Regions from separate parts of the Mus musculus genome. Here region 1 is linked to region 2. Evidence: chromatin contacts called from public Hi-C data. All regions are on one chromosome and are shown on one strand. The core of a region is the stretch at or near the end of the contact, and the rest is flanking DNA. Distances in the headings are between cores, read along the strand shown.

The links. Hi-C and Micro-C count contacts between places; a contact is called where the count stands out from the background.
Region 1: a Hi-C map of bone marrow-derived macrophages shows a contact between it and region 2, with 32 read pairs. The contact joins the enhancer-like site here to the promoter of Frat1 in region 2. A contact is called at or near these places in 2 of 484 Hi-C or Micro-C datasets (bone marrow-derived macrophages and embryonic stem cells) and 7 of 115 datasets of contacts at active chromatin or transcription factors (bone marrow-derived macrophages, embryonic forebrain, embryonic hindbrain and 3 more).

What each region holds. Positions count from the first base shown.
Region 1 is chr19:41,650,912-41,657,971 of GRCm38.p6, reverse strand. It overlaps Slit1 (slit guidance ligand 1), which reads left to right. Exons shown (of 37, transcript NM_015748.3): 5 at 5,206-5,277; 6 at 6,270-6,341; 7 at 6,746-6,817. Among named protein-coding and RNA genes, the nearest start is that of Gm34116, 37 kb to the left of the region's middle. Within about 2 kb of position 1,776, at least 21 of the 459 cell types and tissues checked have an H3K27ac peak or open chromatin away from gene starts, as enhancers often do. A contact at or near this core is called in bone marrow-derived macrophages, where this site is marked.
Region 2 is chr19:41,827,478-41,834,537 of GRCm38.p6, reverse strand. Frat1 (frequently rearranged in advanced T cell lymphomas) reads right to left here and starts at 4,568. Exons shown (of 1, transcript NM_008043.3): 1 at 1,955-4,568. The coding sequence starts at 4,370. The coding sequence ends at 3,546.

The DNA of each region.
Region 1 (7,060 bases), core at 527-3,026, 170 kb after region 2:
CACAGAGCCCCAAAGACAATGACCTAATAGCAGTGTTGGCTGAGGGCTCCCATTCCTCTGCTCCGACCACAACCGCCACTTGTGCTTTCTGAAGAAGAGGCTAATCAACCCCCTACACACTCCAGGGATCAAATACGTGCCCAAGGAGCTCAGTGCGTGCAGGGCTGGCTCGCTGTACTCCAGGCCCAGGTCTACAGTCTGATGACCAGAAAGCCACGGATAAAGTGCGCTGGAACGCTGTACTGTGCTGAAGCCCCCTGCGGCTTGAAGAGCCACAAAATAAAGAGCTTTGCAGTGGGGCAGCAGATCCATGTCAGAGCCCAGAGCTCAGTGAAACCTTGGCTGATGCCCAATGCCTTGCCCCAACAGGGCCCCACTAATCCCCTCAGAGGCAGTGTGCCTGCTGAGACCAGTTAGAGGTTGGAGCTAATGGGGATTTGCAGTAAGAACATGGGGTCCCGACCTTCGCTCCCCTGCTTGTCAGAGTGTGGAGTATGGCTGTAACAGGCACTTGGGGACAGTGCCTAAGTCAGGGATGGGCAGAAGGGCTCCCATACCCAGTGGGGGATGACTGGGGGTGGAAAGCTGCCTCCTCAGAGTCCTAGGACCTTAGGGGTGGGATACAGGATAACCTGGGGAGTCTCTGCCTATAGAACTCATACCATATTTCTTAGAACAGATCCCCTTCTCTGGGGCTTCCCAGGATAGACTCTTACCTTCCTCAGTGGCTGCCCAGATCCCTTGCTAGGCGCACAGTGTTCCATCTAGATATGGGAAGGGAAGAACAGAGTCAAGATGACATCATCCACAAGACCAGTTTCTTGTTCTGTGCTGCTTTGACTTTTAGGAGGCATCTGATCTGCATGACAGATCAGAACAGAGACTGCGGGCTCCAGGAGTGCAGAGACTCCTACCTGCCCCGTGTCTGCATCCCTGGAGCTGCGTCCTTGTGCTGATCCCTCGCTCCGGCCAGGACGTGGGAGGGTCACTGAGTATCCTCATTGGTTCCGTTCAGTTATGGTTACATTGCCTTTGCAGTGAGTGCGCCAACTTCAGGATACTCTGGGAGCAAGAGCGATGTCTGCCATTGGTGGATTAGGGAGAGATGGGTGGTAATTAAATATTCATACGCAAACCCAATATGCTTGTATTTGCTATTTTGAATTGGTGCTGAACAGGAGGCTTGCGTGTGTGTGTGTGTGTGTGTGTGTCCCCGCACGCCTGCCTGCCCCCGCTCGTGCATATACTGGAATGTGTAGGTGAAGGAACAGTTGGAAACTAGGGGAAAGGTGTGTAGACAGAGATAAGAAAGCAGAAGGGTTTTAGGTTCATGATGCCCAATGCCCCATAATGTATGTGACCCAGCCAGCTCTTGCTGAATGCCTCACCAGGGACATACACTGTGGGTGTTTTCCGTTATACCTTGACTCTCCAGCATTTGCTGGCCCCTCTGACCCCCTTATCAGAAACCTCTTCCTTTGGTCAGGCTCTGTTATCCTCCCAGCCAGTGATGAGGGACTCGTTTTGAGGGACCTGTGAAACACCATGGAGAAAGGTTGGGTGCCCTGAGTTTGTGAAGCACAGAAGGATGAGGGCTGGGAAAGGCCCAGGCTGTGCTGAGAGGATCTCCAACAGGCCACGTGCAAGCAGAGATGAGCAACTTTAGCTGGGGGGGGGGGGGGTTGACGTGAGTGGTGACAAAAGACCACAGAAGTGTCACGGGGCAAGTCAAATGTAGCAAAAAGTGAGACCGTAGCAGCTGTATAGCAAATACAGGGAAGGCTTCTGGCACACCCTAGTGGCCACTCTGGGAACAACTGTGATGCCGTGTGGGGAAAGGAGGGACAAAAGCCCCGCTTCCATAATACAGACAAATGGAAATGAGGTTTAAAGGTTAAGCTGTGCACTCCTGGGATCTCACCAGGTCTTGCATGACAGACAACGTCCATCCCACAAAGCCCTCTTGGGTTCTCTGGGCCCATGGCTGGTGCGCGGCAGAGACAGTTGAACCCAGAAATCTTCCCATTGCTTCCTTTGATGTCAGCAATCTTCATCTATTTTTTTTTTTTTTTTGAGACTGACCAACACTTGCCATTCCTGATGGCCTTCATACCATCTCTTCTGGGTTTGTAAACTGTTCCAGTTGGTCATTTAAACAGGAAAGAAGGTTCCTGCTGTGGACTGACTGGCCAGGGCCAGTCTGGGCTTCCTAAGGGGGGTTACCTCCCCATCTCTCCCAAAGCCCTCAGGATTCCACTCTATCTGCTCTGCACTCTGGGAGCTTCAGTCGGAGGCCATCAACCTCTCTGGCCAGTCTTAGCAGGCTCTGCCTTGACCCAGTTGTTCCAGGCTGTGCCAGGCCTCCCAGTTATCCCTTGTCCTCCTTCCTGGTATGAGAGCCTGCAGAATTGATTTCCTGAGACACACTTTGACCCAGTGCTGTGATAAGAAGCATTTAAAACCCATTTATTGTAAGGATCCAGTGTTACTGCTGAGGCCATGCTGCCGGCTGATTTTTTTTTTTTTTTTTTTTTAATAAAGACTCCCGGGAGAATTCCTGTCTCATCTGAGTGCCCAAACAGCTGGACTCCTGACACTCGGATCCATTTAGACTACACATAGATCATGTGTGCTGCTGACCCCCCTTCCTTGGCTCTCAGGAAGCACTGAGCCCCTACTCTGCCCTGGCTGGTATGCCTGTGAATCACGGGGCACATTCAGAGAGCCTGCCTTTGAGGTTTCTTCTCTGCTGAGCCCTCCCACCTGCTCTCCTGCTGATCTGTAAATCCCGCCAAGCTACTGTAAAGTCTGCATGGAACAGGCCTGGGTGGAATTGATTGGCTAATCAATACACATAACAAGCCTTTCTTGCCTGGCTGAGGAGAGGATTAAGTGGATAGTGGGGAGCGGCCTGGGACTCTCTCTCAGGCTCTGCCTTGGGGTGAGCTGCCTGCTGTGTTGTGCTGAGGGGCTGCCTGGAGTTGCTGCCTCCCTGTGTACCCCACATTCTCTAGGGCACATCTCCCTGTGCACCCCACATTCTCTAGGGTACCACCTTCCTGCGCACTCTACATTCTCTAGGGCATCACCTCCCTGTGTACCCCACATTCTCTAGGGCATCACCTCCCTGTGCACCCCACATTCTCTAGGGCACACCTCCCTGTGCACCCCACATTCTCTAGGGCAAACCTCCCTGTGTACCCCACATTCTCTAGGGCACACCTCCCTGCCTGCCTTTATCTTTTCTGAACCTCCCTGCTTCCCTGTGGTCAAAGGCGGCTAGTGGCTTGACTGTATCTTCTTACCACCTCCCAATGCCTGTTAACATTGGTCCCTCACTTCAAGGATCTCAAGGGCCTTGGTCAAAGAGCCAAGCCCTTCACAGAACATGTGTCTGAATCTATTCACTCTACTGTAATGAAACATCTCAGGCTGGATGACTCATTAACAACAGGAACTTATTTCTCATGGTTCTCGGTGTCAAGATTCAGAATTTGGTGTGTGAGGAAGGCCTGCACTCAGACTCCCGGGAATCAGACATCATTGTGTCCTCTAACAGCGTTGGGGCTGGCAACTGTGCAAGGCATCTTTGCTTTTACAATTTTTCCATTGCATTAATTTACTTACTCTGTGTGTGTGTCTGTGTGTGAGTGTCTCTGTGTGTATGTATTTCTGTGTGTCTGTATGTGTCTCTGTGTGTGTGTGTGTGTTTGTGGGGGATCTGTTGTGTGTATCTTTGTGTGTGTTTGTGTGTGTATCTGTGTGTGTGTGTCTGTGTGTGTGTATGTCTGTGTGTGTATGTGTCTGTGTGTGTATGTGTGTATCTCTATGTGTGTGTGTGTGTCTGTGTGGTGTCTCTGTGTGTGTATGTCTCTGTGTGTGTATCTGTGGGGGTGGTCTGTGTGTGTGGGTATGTTTGTGTGGGTATGTTTGTGTGTGTGTGTTTGTATGTGTGTCTATGTGTGTGTGTGTGTGTTTCTGTCTAAGTCTGGGTCTGTGTGTGTATGTCTGTCTGTGTGTATCTGTGTGTGTCTGTATGTATATCTGTGTGTGCCAGTGTGTCTGAGTGTGTTGGAGGAGAGGTACCTGTGCCATGGCACACAACATGGAGGTTGGAAGACAACTTGCAGAAGTCAGCTCTCTCCATCCACCATGGGAATCCCTTTCGTCAGGTCCTTGGCCTTCACACCAGCTCTCTGGGGCTTTCATCCATTACATTCCAATCTTGTTCCTGAGAGCTTGTCCCTGGTGTACCCCTCCTGTAGGCCCCATCTCCCAGCACCGTCATTTCTGTGACTAGGCCCCAGCACAGGGAGGCATGAGGTTACCTTCAGGCCACAGCGTGTCTCTGAGCCCTCACATGTGAGGGGTCCCACTGGTGGGATGCTTAGAGAGCATTTGGTTGAGCCTATGCATTTCACACATAGAACAGGGGAGACAGTGTAGCCGAGGGTCTAACACTATGTAGGTTCAGAAACACCTACGGTCGGCCATGTCCTGTCTCTCCTTCCTGAAGGCTCTCACTACCTCATCCTTCAATTGCCCACTGATAACTGTATCATCAGTTGCCTCAAAAACAAACAACCAAGACAAAAAGAAGAGTTGATCTGATTTCTAAAGAAATTGGGGGTCTAACCTGGGTTTCTCCTACAATTGCTAGGTTCAGCAGGGAGCTAGCTGGGACTGAACAGTCTGCAGGGCATAGAGCCTTGGCTTGTGGCGTGGTTCCCAAGGGGCCCAGGCTTTCTTTTGCTCTGTGATCCCCCAGAGTAGACTTGGAATCAGAGCCAGCCTAGTTCAGGACCGGGCGAGACACTTGGTTCTGTCTCCTCCATCCTCCAGCAGTCACAGCTTGCTTACAGCAAAACAGAGGGGAAGCCAGGGCCACGGAGGGCCGTGGAGAGCTCTCTGCTATGCTTCATTGGGGTTGGCCAACCATGGGGGCCCTGCCAGTGCTGATCACAGCTACTGGGAGCTTCTCTCTAACCATCCTCTGCCCAGAGGGGAGGTGACTGGGGACAGCGTCCCAGTGTCTGCCAGGACAGAAAACTCCTAACTACCATTTACTCATTCAGCCAGAGCTGACAAAGCAACTAGAACCCACCCAGACTCTGGAGTGGGGTCACTCATGAGGCCAGCCACCTCTCTTCTTATTACCATGACCCTCCTGACTGGTACCCTCTCTTTCTCTGTTTGTCTCCCCAGGGACCTGAGTGAGAATTTTCTCCAGGCTGTGCCCAGGAAGGCTTTTCGGGGAGCCACAGACCTCAAAAATCTGTGAGTAGAGGCTTGGGATGGTCACCCTGGCACACCCCTAACTGTACCATGTGTTCTGAGCCACCTTAGAGAGAATAGGCAGGACCATGTCTTGATGGTGACTCTGTGTGACAGCCCCGTATGTGCTGAGAGGGTACTCTCTGGGGACTGGGGACATGGAGTATGAACCATGAGGTGACAGGCCACATTTCCAGCCCCTAGCTCTCCAGTGACCTCTGGCTTTTGGGGTTAGCAGCTGGTTTTAGTCTCCTCTAAGTTATACTGCAAAGCTGCTGCAAGTCCGTTAACATTGCTGAGCCTTCCTATATTGTTTGAGAAAACAATGTGCCCCCCACAAGCTTATTCTGAGGTTGAAATGAGATGAGGAAATGCGTACACTGCGCTGGGTACTGTTTAAATGCGATAGCTTATTAGTATTCAAATTTATTCCGGTCCAGGCTTACCACCTCCTGAGGTCTGGCTACAAACAGAAATGGCAAATGCCTGGCATGCTTGTCACACACACCCCCTCCCATGCCTGTGGCAGACATCGGTAATCGATCAGCACATTCTTTCCCACTGAACTCAGATCACAGCTTCCATTCGCCCTGACGGCAGCGCTCCAGGTAGCCAGGGCTAGCCGATCTCACTTGGCATTCAGCAGAACTCTGTCTGCCAGCCCCTGCTGCCACTCCTCCTGGATGACTCTCATTTGTCAGCTGCCAACATAACTCTAGGTGGTCTCCAAAATGTGAGGGAGGGATGCCTGCTTCCCAAGGGAGATACGGGACTGGGTAGAGGAATGTAATGGGACTTTTATTTCGATTTATTGTTTGAACTGAAAATAAGAGGAAATCGGCTTTTATGGATAGTTCCTTTGGACTGACACATGCAAAATAAATGGTTGACATTATTACTCTCCTCTTTGAAAATAATGGAGTGCTCTGTCAAAATGTTCAAGCCCCTGCTCTGGGCAACACTTCCCCTCCCTACAGCTCCCCTCTGCTTTACAGACAGCTGGACAAGAACCGGATCAGCTGCATCGAGGAAGGGGCCTTCCGTGCCCTACGGGGACTGGAGGTTCTGTGAGTAAAACCCAGGGTGGCCATGGGTGGGGAGCTGATGCAGTTCAAGGTCAGGGTCACACCTCAGCTGCTCATAGTCCTCCCAAACTGGAGGTTTGGGCAGTTTTCTTTCCAACAGGAGGCTAAGAGGTGGCTTTTCTGGGTGTGTGTAAACTGGCCTTTCTCCTATGGCTCTTCTGAGTTCTGGCACACTGTCCTCCCAGACTTAGAACCCCAGGCAGAGGTGACAAGAGTGCAGTCACCTGCTCAGCTCTGGGCTGTCCCTCCACCTCCATACCCAGAGCAGGGCTGGCCCCCGTCTAGGTAAAATGTCACAGCTGGCATGAGAGGCTGTATATGAGCAGACACGTCTCCTGTAAATCCCTGCTGGGCAGGTGTTAAATATGTCCATCTGTCCCTTTCAGGACCCTGAACAACAACAACATCACCACCATCCCTGTGTCCAGTTTCAACCATATGCCCAAGCTTCGGACCTTGTGAGTCACCTGGGCAGTGAGAAGAGGGTGTGGGTGTGGGTGGGGCTGCCCTCCACAGCCCAGGGGGCGGCCAGGGTAGGCAGGGATTTGAAATTGAAAGTCACCCAAAGTCCCTTGTGCTTGGTTTTTCCTTGGACAACAAACGACTTGGTTTTGTCCTTGGAGTTGAGGTGAGTGATCTGGGCAAAGGAACTCTATGATGCCAGGCCATAGAGCAGGCTGGGAGAGCAGGGAGCTGGGAAG
Region 2 (7,060 bases), core at 3,319-5,818:
TCAAATAAAATAAATCTTAAAAAATACAAACAAGCTGGGCGTGGTGGCGCACACCTTTAATCCCAGCATTCAGGAGGCAGAGGCAGGCAAATTTCTGAGTTCGAGGCCAGCCTGGTCTATAAAGTGAGTTCCAGGACAGCCAGGGCTACACAGTGAAACCCTGTCTCAAAAAACCAAAAAACCAAAAACCAAAAACCAAAAACCAAACCCCAGGGCTGACCCACCCCTTTCTGCTTCAGCCTCCGGAGGAGTTGGAACTAAATGCATGCCACTATGCTTACTGTGGCTCTCTCTCTCTCTCTCTCCCTCTCTCCCTCTCTCTCTCTCTCTCTCTCTCTCTCTCTGTGTGTGTGTGTGTGTGTGTGTGTGTGTGTGTGTGTGTGTAATTCTGGGCCATGTATATATTCTAGGTAGGAGCTTGACTACTGTTAGGTCCTCAGGTCTTGGCAGGATTTTTATAGAAAGATTTTCAGAACTATACTGTATTTCAACTACATACTATCTCTATGCATAGTATCTATTAGTTTGACACCTACCTTTAGAAAGCAAGGGTCTTATGTTGCCCAAGCTGGCTCTAGTATGTAACTAAGGATGACCCTGAATTCCTGATGCTCCTGTCTGTGCCTGGGATTATGAGCACGTACCAAGCCTGGTTTGTTTCATCTTTACAGGGAGGCCTGTAGGGGTGAGCTCTGGCTGTTATAGATATGTTCTCATTCTATAGCCTAGGCTGGCCTGGAACTTGTACCAATCCTTCCGTCTCAGCTCCCCAAGTACTGGAATATAAACATGAACTACCATGCTTCCAAGAGATCTGGTTCTTCAGTGCCTTAGCATTCGATCATGGATAGCTTGGTGATGGAGAGAAGGCCCTGGATTGCTTAGACTTAGACCTCTGAGAAGTTCCTCCATAACTAAAAACTCAGGGCTATGCCCACACCAGAACCTCGGACCACCATCCACACAATCTCAGCACCGCACTACAGAGGCTCCTTCCTTGTCTGTGAGTCCCCATAATTGTCCCCCATCATGGCTCATGGGACATAATCTGCTTGATATATTCAGAAGCTGCCCCTCTGTGTCTGATGGATATAAGCTACAATGGTACATCGAATCAGAAGAATTGACATCTAATACACAAGACAGACAATGCTTCCAACGAGTGGGTTTCCATTGAATGAAAAATCAAGGACCCCCCCCCCCCAGTCACCTGGCTACTTAGAGCCAGTTCTGGAAAGGAAGGGCTAGGGACTACCAACCATTCTGTGCTGCCACCATGCAGGCTGTATCTCACTGTCCGTGTGGCACAGGAGAGGAAATGGAAAAGCCACGGAGTCCCCAATACTTCTCCAAGGTCCCTGCTCCACTTCAGCCTTTGTTATATCTAACTCAGCTCCTTCCTTAAGGGAACAGATTGCAGCATTTCAGAAAAGGGCAGAACGGGGCGATCGTGTCATCGCCAGGACAGGATGGTAGCAAATGTACTAAGGACAAGGAGGGAGGTGTCATTTGATAAGATCTCAACCAGTGTTCCTACCACTGGGTTTATATCTTGGGTAGCACCTGGTCAACAACCCCATTAGGGCACCAGAAGAGGTGGGCGCACGGGGCTGGGGGGGATAAGGGGTGCCAGAAGAGCTGGGTCCACGTAGGTGGAGCAGTTAGCCTCCCAGACTGCTCTGATGTCCTCCCCGGCACCCAAAAGGCTCTGAGGTTGCTGAATGGGATTGGTCCAAAACCTGACCTCAGTTTCATTTAATTTCATGCCAGCACCGACACACACCCAGCTGCACAGACCTCATCTAACTACTGAGCTGCTCAGACACAAAGGCCTCTAATTACCAGCCTCGAGCCAAGCCGACAGAGATTTCAAGTGTTTTCATGTTTATGGAGATCAGAGAAATGTGTTCTGTTCATCTTTCGCACTGGAGGCAAGTACAAAATAAAAGCCGGGGTGTGGGGGTGTGTGTGAGGGGAACCCAACACATTTATTCAAAAACAGTTATTTCAGTTAAAATCCTATAATCAGGACAGCCACAATTCCAGTCACTCCGGTGCGAAGTGTAGATATGTCAACAGCCACATCTGGATGCTGAACAAGCCATTGACTCCAGAAAACTAAAACGAAATGGTCGCTCAGAGTGAACAGTGTTTCCAAGCACTTCACAGTCACAATAGCAGAAAAACCTGCAGCTTTCCCATTTGGAGGGTCACATTTTCTACTAGGGTTCCTTCCCTTACAAAGGCCAGCTGGCACAGCTGGGGGAGGGTCAGGAGGAAATCAACTCTGTCTATCCAGGGAACTGCAGCTGTTATTACAAATGGCCCCGAGAGCCCATTAGAAGAGGCTGTGTGAGACTGTGTCCCAAGCTGTGTCCCTGGAGTGCCCATTATGTGGAATCTCCCCAATCCCCTACCCTGGCCCCTAGCATCATCAGCGCCACCCTGCTTGAGTAGGGCAGCAGAACCAAGGGGGAAAGGTGGTACTCGGTCACTGTCTCAAGGCAGTTTGTCTGCAAGCCAGGTGGAGGGGCAGGGGCGGTGGCCTCGGACGGGAAGCACACTCAGCACTCGCCATCCCCACCTCCTCTGGGATGTGGCGGGAGCGTCCTTAGGGGACTCTTGCATTTGCAAAACAGTGTGCTCTCTTCCTAGCAAGGCCATTCGGTTGTCTCCGTGTTGGAGTCCCACTACACGGTGCACACCCAGGAAACAGTGACCTTGAACCCCCAAAGGGATGGGTCTCCTTTAAAAACACACTTTACGAAGGCAGGAGGGGGTCACTCCTTGCTTCGCCATACCCTTCCATTACCCAACACAGCTCACTGCTGTCTCCACCTTACACTCATGGGGTGCAGCTTTCCCTCAACACTCTGCTAACAGCAACCCTTTGAAAGAAAAAGGGAACGGACAAAAAAACGGTTACTTCTATTCAGCCCCAAGAGGGTCCTCTCGTTGTACCGCATGTTTTACATTGAAACCAGCACCGCAAAGGATGATGAGATGGTCTTTTAACTGTCGTTAAATGTTCAAGTGTGGCATTTTGGAGGGGGGGCGCCCCCCGAAATTAAGTCCACTCTTGTTTCCCCCTCCCCGAAAATGGATCAGGAACCAGCCCTGAAAAAGTACAGCAAGTAATGGGGATCATCGTCCTTCGTTCCATAGCAGGCTGAGCCGATCCTGAGAGCATGCACCGTGGCCACGTGGTCCCCGCTTGGCCAGGAGAGTCTGCGTGGAATTGCAGCGACCAGGTTGAATCACGCCAAAAAAAAAAAAAAAAAAAAAAAAAAAAGGAGCCCTGCTGACAGCCTGCGGTGCGCTCTGTAGATTCTGCTTTAAACAAACCTAAGTCCTGGGTTTCAAACAGTTCGGGGCTTTCAATTTCAGTTACCCATGAAAATATCTGCGATATTTCGGCTGTCTTCCTTAGCTTATTTTCCCGTTTCCAAATAATGCTCGAGTCCACCACCAGCTCCGGCTGGGTGAAGCCCTGGGTAAATCCCTTGGTCCCCGGCTACAGGCTGGTGCTGTGGCCACTTAGGTTGTTAGCTGCCAGGGACAAGAAGGTCGTCCCCAGTTCTGAGCTGCGCCCTCCCCATGAAAGCGCCAGGGTCGCTGCAGGCCGCGCGAGGGCTCCCGGGCGAAGGCGGCTCATGCACTGGGGCTGACAGAGGCCCGAGGAACGGGTGTGCGGGAAGCTTTGCGTGTAACTGTAGCTGTCGCGAATGAAGTCTGCGCACCGCCTCCTTGATGAGGTTTCCCGAGAGCACGAGCTGCTGCAGGAGCCGGTGCGGGTCGTCGTCGTCGCCAGTGCGGGTCTCCGGCTGAGATCCGCGTCGCTGTTGCAAGCGGCGGGACGCGGCTGCGTTCCGGAGCCAACCCCGGCGGCACGGGCCCGACAGTGGCTGCGGGGTGCTTAGTTTGCCGGTCCCCGGGGGTCCGTCAAGGCCCGGCTGCTGGGGCAGCGCGCTGGCGCCGGGGGAGATCTCCGCCACGCAGTAGGGCGCCGACCGTCCCCGCACGCGCCCGCGCTCCCCTAGCACGCAGCGCACGGCCCCCGGGGGCGCAGGGTTCCCGGTCTCCGCTGACCCCGTCGGCCGCAGCAGCCTCCTAGCTGGGGTCCCGGTCTTGTCCGCCGGCAGCGCCGCCAGGACCTGCGGGGGCGGGGGACCCGGGGCGGCACACGGCGAGGCCGGGCGATCGTGCGCTGCGTCCAGCTGCAGCGTCTCGCCGATCTGGACGATGAGCTGGTCCACGTCGGTCGAGCCACCCAGAGTCACCGACTGCTGCAGCAGGAGGAAGCTGTCGTCGTCCTCCTCCCCCTCCGCCTCGTCGCCGGCTTCCTCCTCCTCCTCCCTCCGGCAAGGCATGGCCCCCCGCCCGGGCCCCCGCGGCTGTGCGGGCGTCGCTGGCAGCTCGGTTGGCCGCGGGCTCGGCGAGCCGCGGCTGGGGCGGGAGCGAGGCGGAGGCCCAAGCCGGGCTAGGCAGGGACCACCGGGCAGTGGCACCGCGCGCCTTAGAGCCGCGGGAGCCGGAACGCTGCCGGCTTGGGTTGATTTGTAAACAATGGGTGACGTCGCGTGGCTCCTACCACCGTGCGCGGCCGGGGGGTGCTGTCTCCTTGGCAGTAGTGAGCCTGTAGGGCCAGGGCACAGAGTAGAGCCTGGCTGCCCCCGAGCCTCATCGGCGTGCCTACTGTGTGCGGGGATGCACTGGGAAGTTGATTCTGGTTCGCTCAGCCGGGCCTAATTGGCATTCCACAAGATGGACACCTTGGGGGACTCGATTGGTTTCTTCCACACACAGTCACTTCCACACACTTACACCTCCACACACTCCCCTCAGCACGTCAAGTGGTTTGGTTTAGGCGGTGGCTTTTTTTTTTTTTTTTTTTTTTTTTTTTTTTTTTTTTTTTTTTTTTTTAAAGGTTTGGGTGACAGAGTCAGAGGAGGCTGGAAAGGAGAGGGAGTGAGGTTTGGACTCGGAGTGACGATTAGGAAAAGGTTGTTGCCAAAGATGGAAAGGAGGATGGAGACCTTGTCTGATGTGGATGGCTGAGCTGGAACGCAAACCGGCCACAGATTTCGTGGTTTTTTGGCTTGGGTTCCAGGGCATTTAGGGGCTGCGTTGACTACTGGCTCTTTGCAAGGAACTGTAATATGGCAAGTGAATGCGTGTTAACGAAATTCAGTAGTCAAATGAAGACTAGTCATCTAGAAAGGGTAGCAGTGGTGAGCTGGTTATATGAAAACAGAGCCTCGGCCATCTTAACTGTTCCAGATAGCATTGTTGAATTAATGGTTAACCAAACCTTTATTAGTTTTTTTTTTTAATATTTATTTATTTTGTGAAAGGGCCTTGAGTATGCTCTTGGATTGGCTGTGTAGCTGAGGATAACCTTGAACTCTTTATCCTCTTGCTTACAGGTTGGGAACCACTAGGTCAAGTGTGTTTATTTAATGATTTTTTTTGGAAGGGTTGGGGATTACATCCAGGGCCTTGCACATGGCAGGAATGCTTTCCTTCTGAGCGAACAGTAATTTGATGACCGCTTTCTTTCTTTCTTTCTTTCTTTCTTTCTTTCTTTCTTTCTTTCTTTCTTTGTTTTCAAGACAGGGTTTCTCTGTATAGCCCTGCCTGTCTTGGAACTCACCACGCCTGGCTGATGATGATCATTTTCAAATGGACTTCAACAGACCCCTGGGTGGTGACACACATCTGTAATCCCAACACTAGGAAGGCAGAGGCAGGAGGATCACAAGTTCAAAATTATTCCTGGCCAAATAGCAAATTTGAGGCCAGCCTGATACACAGAACTCTGTGGCCTAGTTTCTATTACACACACACACACACACACACACACACACAGAGAGAGAGAGAGAGAGAGAGAGAGAGAGAACTTAAAATAAGTGAATTTGTAACGTGTAAATTGTGTAATATAAAGTTGCTTTAAAACTAGTCATAGTGCCGGGCATGGTGGCGCACACCTTTAATCCCAGCACTCAGGAGGCAGAGGCAGACAGATTTCTGAGTTCGAGGCCAGCCTGGTCTACAAAGTGAGTTCCAGGACAGCCAGGGCTATACAGAGAAACCCTGTCTCGAAAAACCAAAAAACAAAAACAAAACAAAACAAAAAAACCAAAAAAACCCTAGTCATAAAGCATTTAGGAACAGACACACCAAGGCCAGTGAAGAGTCTGACAGTGTTCAGGCAGCTACTTTCTAGTCCTGAGCAGGAGCTGAGTGCAGCAGCCAGGGCTTACACTTGGCTGGAGAGGCAGAGTTGGGAAGATTGCTCAAATCCATGAGTTCTAGATTAGTGTGAGACAAAATGGTGAGACTGAATTCAGAAGTAAGTAAATAATAAGACTTAAGAGTTCACGACTAAAGAGCACTGGCTGCTCTTCTGAAAGACCGGGGCTTGGTTCTCAGTACTCCCAGAGGCTCACAAAGATTGGTAACTAACTCCACATCCAGAGGATACTAACACCCTCTTCTGGCCTCCATGTGCACAGTGACATAGGCATACATGCAGGCGAAACATTCATACACATTTAAACAGTTTAAAAGAAGAGTTGGGTAGCCTGTAAGATGCCGCAGAGGAAAAGAATGCTTTCCACCGAGATTGGCCACCTGAGTCCAGTCCTCAGGACCCTTGGTGGAAAAGAAAGAAACGATTCCTACAAGTTATCCTTGGACTTTAACACCCTCCCCCAACTAAATAAATGCAACTTTAAATATTTAAAAAGTGAGTTGGGGGGCTGTAGAGATGGCTCAGCAGTTAAGAATACTGACTGCTGTTCCAGAGGTCCTGGGTTCAGTTCCCAGCAACCCCGTGGTGGCTCACAACCATCTGTAATGGGATCTGATGCCCTCTTTTGGTGTGTCTGAAGACAGCAACAATGTACTCATATACATAAAATAAATAAATCTTTAAAAAAGAGAGAGAGTCTGCTTCATTTTTGTTTGTTTGTTTGTTTGTTTTCAAGACAGGGTTTCTCTGTGCAGCCCTGGCTGTCTTGGAACTCAGTCTGTAGACCAGGCTGGCCTCAAACTCAGA